Linked DNA regions of Oryctolagus cuniculus: region 1 is linked to region 2. A link is a contact called in public Hi-C data. All regions are on one chromosome and are shown on one strand. Each heading gives the region's core, a stretch centred on a gene start, on an enhancer-like site or on the middle of the called end of the contact. The rest is flanking DNA. Distances are from core to core; before and after follow the strand shown.

What was found. Hi-C and Micro-C count contacts between places; a contact is called where the count stands out from the background.
Region 1: a Hi-C map of an unstated tissue shows a contact between it and region 2, with 2.7 times the contacts expected there. The contact joins the enhancer-like site here to the promoter of MTSS1 in region 2. A contact is called at or near these places in 2 of 6 Hi-C or Micro-C datasets (ear pinna and an unstated tissue).

The regions. Positions count from the first base shown.
Region 1 is chr6:150,592,743-150,595,519 of mOryCun1.1, reverse strand. It overlaps LOC138849983 (a long non-coding RNA gene), which reads right to left. Exons shown (of 2, transcript XR_011389330.1): 2 at 1-2,777. Among named protein-coding and RNA genes, the nearest start is that of ZNF572, 26 kb to the left of the region's middle. Within about 2 kb of position 1,344, at least 1 of the 8 cell types and tissues checked has an H3K27ac peak or open chromatin away from gene starts, as enhancers often do.
Region 2 is chr6:150,373,371-150,376,070 of mOryCun1.1, reverse strand. MTSS1 (MTSS I-BAR domain containing 1) reads left to right here and starts at 1,414. Exons shown (of 13, transcript XM_051844799.2): 1 at 1,414-2,047. The coding sequence starts at 1,976.

The sequences.
Region 1 (2,777 bases), core at 95-2,594, 220 kb before region 2:
ACATGGGAAGCAGTCCATATAACAGACTCATAGAATAACAATTGCTTTAAGTAGTACTCTGAACTCAGAAGCAGCCCTTAAGGCATTCTGATTTGGCTGGAAAGCCCAGGGGGCCATTTCAGCATGGAAAGCTGAGACGCTCTGGAAAAAAATGTCCTGCATAAAGGACTTCTGTGGGTGAGATGCCAGTGTAAAGAAGTGGCCACCAAAGAAGGATGTACTTTTCTCTGAAGTGAGGAGAGAACTTCCACTTTGCTTTTGACCTGATTGAGGTACTGGATCCAAAAGGCTTCCATAGCTGAGGCACCTCATGTCAAGAGCCTTGGGTGATCACTGACATCATACATAAGAGTGTTATTTGCTAAATAAACAACAAGAGTCACTGTGTACTAACTTCCCATGAAGGAACTCTGTCCCCAGAGTTGTATCATGAGACTTAATAGTAAAACTTGTTCTCAAGAATCACTCCCTTTTAGTGTATTAAATGGAGGATATTATTATGTCTCATAAGTTTTAGTTATGTCTAAGATCTCACAAAATATGTATCATCCTTGGATTCTGCTTTAAAAACAATTAAGTTTCTAAAAGGAAAGAATGGGGAGAAGAGGGGAAGGGGGAAAAAAAGTGAAATCACCTTTGAGAAGCAATAGAACTGCCTATGTCTAGACTGTTGAACAGTTCTCTTAGTTTTTTTATTCCATTATTTCTTTTTTCTGTTTTTTTTCTTTCTTTCTTGGACTAAACAGGAGAGGGAGGATGAAAGAAGGGGAGTGGGTGGGAGGGCGGATACAGTGGGAAGAATTACTATGTTCCTAATGTTGTATTTATGAGATACATACAAATAAAATTTAAAAAACAGTGCCTGACCGATGAAACATATGCTACATAATATTTTCTATTATTATTATTTCATTCAAGCCTCAGATATGATGAGGAGAAGACTAAGCACGGAGTAGCCAAATTTGCTTCCCAGAATTTCTCAGTCAATCTTTCAACAGCGTGACCCTGGGCAGAACGCTATGGGCTCTTCTGAGAACTGTATTGTCAACCCTATAATCTCAGTGTGTAAGTCCAGCTCCTTCCTGACCTATATAATGAAGCAACTGACACTTCTGAAAGTTGGATTCTTCGAACTCTGAAGCATATTTGCCTGCCCCTGAAAGCTCACAAGCTCATCAGTGTCCTAAGGCTATCTTATGACTCGGTAACTGCAATTGCTTGTGTTGGGTGTGCTGTGCCCTGCCTGGTGGGTCTCTGTTTCCAGAATAGTAAAGCTATGTCCCAGGACAGGCACCACCTTGCTGAACCCGCCCTCTATGACTACTTGCCTAGGCATCAAGCAACCCAAAGGCATCTGTCGGAATGCATTTTTGCTGCATTTCCAAAAGGTACTCATAATTCAATGGGCTAGGGAATAACTGTCCTCTCTTAGTCACATAGGACATCACTGATTAGCTTCCAGCACTGAAAATCAATATAAAAACAAGTTGAAGCTATTTCCAAGGCACAAGTAGACACTTTGCCAAAATTACATCCTTAGAGTAAAAGGAAGCAGAGAGAAAGGTGACTATGGGTTCACTCCTGGAGAAAGGTGAGCTCTGAGTGGATTCAGTCCAACCTTGTGCACCAGCTAAGATCAAAATCCCTCAAGAAGGAGACATGGAATCCAGAGTAATGGGTGCTTGTGCTTGTCCTGAGGATGTGAAAAGGCAAATGACGTCTTTCTGTGTACTTCACTGGAAAGGCCCAGACCCTGCTGCTCCAGGCTAAGCGTTCCAGGTATTAAAGATACTCTAGGCCGGCGCCGCGGCTCAACAGGCTAATCCTCCGCCTGCAGCGCCAGCACACCGGGTTCTAGTCCCAATCGGGGCGCCGGATTCTGTCCCAGTTGCCCCTCTTCCAGGCCAGCTCTCTGCTGTGGCCAGGGAGTGCAGTGGAGGATGGCCCAGGTGCTTGGGCCCTGCACCCCATGGGAGACCAGGAGAAGCACCTGGCTCCTGCCTTCGGATCAGTGCGATGCGCCCGCCGTGGCGGCCATTGGAGGGTGAACCAATGGCAAAGGAAGACCTTTCTGTTTCTCTCTCTCACTGTCCACTCTGCCTGTCTGGAAAAAAACAAACAAACAAACAAACAAACAAAAAAACCTCTCTCTCTCTGTCTCTGCCTCTCCTTTAAAAAAAAAAAAGATACTCTAGAAACTATGACGAGTGATTTGGGAGCTACGCAGCCAGCCAAAGTCTCCCTTGTGGAGTGCTGGAAAGCAAGAGACATAAAGAAACTGAAGACCATCCCATCAGCTCACCAGAGGGAGTTCACACTGGGGTCCCTGGGCAGGGAGCTGTTCCTAAGTCTGACCACACAGAAAGCACATTCGACATAGTGTTGTGGTACAATGAACTAAACTGTGCCTGCAATGTCAGCATCCTGTATTGGTACACCCAAGCACCTGCCATCTGCATGGGAGTCCTGGATGGAGCTCCAGGCTCCCAGCTTCAGTGTGACCCAACCCTGGCTGTTGCAGTCATGTGGGGAGTGAACCAGCAGATGGAAGATCTCTTTCTCTTTCTCATACTCTTTCTGCCTTTCAAACAAATAAATTAAAAAGGCACATTTTAAAATTGAGCTATGTCTTTACTGCTAAAACCATGAGAAAGTCCAGGAAAAAAAATTACACTCAAAATGCCTTCAATTGTCTTGAGTATTATTTCCTTATTGTTATCTCCTATCTTTGCTCATGTGCATATAAGTTTTTAATATACTGTCTTTGGAGTCAAACT
Region 2 (2,700 bases), core at 165-2,664:
CTGGTCTCTCTTTCCATTGATAAGATTTACTGAGTGCTTACTCATTCCGTGCCAGATACCACTTTATGTCTTTCAGATGCTGGCTCATATAAAACTCAGAACAGGTCAATCAGATAGCGACCATCACGATACCCACTGACAGCAATCTGAGGCCCGGAAGGATTAAGCAACTTCTCAAGGCCGTGGAGTAGGTTGTAAACCGGAGTCTGAACCCAGGCAGTCCGGCTCTGCGAGCAGTCATCTTGATCATGATACTATCGACAGGGTCCATTTCACAATTATGGCAATGACTGAGAGAGCAGTGTCAAGCACAGCTATGGCAAGGCGAAGAGGAGCCTGTGCACGCTAATGTCTTTGGGGACTGTCTCCGGCAGGAACACCCTTCCTAGGGATTTGGGGGAGACGAGTGGAGAAGGGGGGGGGCTCAGAATTAAGAGTTGGGCAGAGTAGACCTGGAGGACCTCTCTCTGGAATCCGTGCAGTGTTCAGTTAGGCCTTGTCTTGTCACCGAGTGAATGAGCCCCACGTGTATAGCATTCTGCATTCGGCTTCTTCAGCCACTCCCCCCCCCCCACAACGGCAGGATTATTCTTTTGTGATGGTTCGCGCTTCCGGGGTGGGGTGGGGTGGGGTGGGGGTGGGGATGTAAAAACAGTCCAGGTGCGTGCTTGGCTTTTAAGATCTTTTAAAAGCCGCCCGTCTGACGTTCATCTAAATGAGCGATCCTGGCGAGGCAGTTCAGGCGAGCGAGCTGTGTGAAAAAGAACCACCAGGGTCCAAACCCACCCCGGGCGCGCTCGCGTTCTTCCCAGGTGAAACCTCCCAAGAGCGCTCTTCACGGTCCCACCGCGGGCCTGACGACCCTGCGACCTCCAAGGCACACGGCAACCCCCGGAGCCTGACGAACCGGAGGCTGGAGCCCCAACGCCCTTCCCATTCCGCTAGCACCAGCAGAGCAATCCGCTGCCCCCGCATCCTGCAACTTTATCGAACTCCGCAGCCCACTGCAGGAAACGCCCCCGAACGCTCCCGATTCAGCTGTTTGGCCACGGGCGGCGCCGTAATGGACATCGCAGGACCGGCCTCTCCCCAGAAGGCTGCGCTCGCAGCTGCGGCTCTCCCGCCCCGCCGGGCGCAGGGCTCTGCGGGCCACCCCCTGCCAGTCCCCAGAGAGCGGCCGCAGCCATGGTGGGCCTTCGGCCGGCGAAGGGCTGACACGCCTCTCCGCGCCGCAACAGGCGCCCGGGGAGGAAGGTGCTGAGGCGCGCCTGAAGGGACGCTTCGCGCCCGGCGCCACCCGCCTGCTCTCCGCCCCGCTCTCTGCGGCGCGCGCGCGCGCGCTCCCAGCCCCGCCCGCGCGCGACGGCCACGAGCGCGCGTCCTCCTCGCGCCCCCGCGCGGCGGACGCACAGCCGCGAGCGCGCGCGCGCCCCTCCGACCGTCCCCGGGAGCCCAGCCAGAGCGAGCGTGGGGCCGGGCGCGCAGGAGTGAAAAGGAGGCGGCGGCCGCGGCTGCGAGCAACAGATCCGGGCGCCCCGAGCGGACCCGCGCGCGGCTGTTGGGAGGGCGATTTCTCCCTCTTTTGTTTTTTAAATTTCAAAACCTATTTTTGATTCCATCTGAAAACGCTTTCGTTTTGAAAGGGCGCTGGCCCCGAGTCAGCGGGCGCTTTTCTCTGCACCAAGATGGGCTTTGCCGTTTCCGTCGTGGGCACCAGCGGTGGCCTGATTGTCAGTCTGCTCCGGGCATTTTCAAGGCCGGGAGCCCAGCGCTGCATGTAGGCGAGTCTCCCCGCGGGGCGCTTTGGCGTTTTAAGATTCTCGTTATTATTTGGGGCCGAGAACAGGCGGCCTCGTGCGCTCCGTCGCCTCTGCAGGAGCGGCCGCGAGGTGGAGGTGGGTCGCTCGGAGGGCGCAGTTCCCCGCGGTGAGCAGCCGCCCCGCCAGTGTGTCCTCTGCTAGCCGGCGCCGGGAAAATGGAGGCTGTGATTGAGAAGGAATGCAGCGCGCTCGGAGGCCTCTTCCAGACCATCATCAGCGACATGAAGGTAGGACGCCGGGGGCGCGGCTGCGGCCACCGCCGCGCGCAGACCTCGCCTCCCGCCGGCGCCCGTGCCTGCGCCGCGGCCGCCGGCCACCTGCGGGAGCTCCGCGGCCCGAGTGGCACCTGCTCGCCCGGGGTCGCTGCTGCGGGCCCGGCTGGGTCACCGGGCGGGCGGCTTCTCGCGGGGAGCCCTGTTCCCCCCTGCCACCTCCCGGCTCATTGTCCCAGGGGGCGGCACGTCTCGTTCCCCTGGGGGCTTCAAGGCCTCGGCTTCAAGTTTTTCCATTGTGTGTCCCTGGACTGAGTGTCTCGGACCGGCGGAGGCGGACACCTGATTCCCCCGGGCACGGGATGGGGACTACCTGGCCGTAGGAAGGAGTCCCACGGCCTGGGAAATCGGGGGCAAGGCCCCCCTTTTCTTCCTCCTTGGCTGTCAGGTCTACCTGGAGTCGGGCAGTCTGCACAAATTAGTTACGAATCGGGCTTGTTCGGAGCTGGTGAGGCTGTGCATGCCTCCCCTTGGCCCTCCCTGGGGGTGCCAGGCAGAAGTTCCCAGGGCAACCTGGCCGGGGCCCCTAAACTGAGCTCCCTGGCCGAAGGCAAGATCGGGGACCCCCTGAATAACTGTGTGGCGCGGGCTCACCCTCCCCTGGAGAC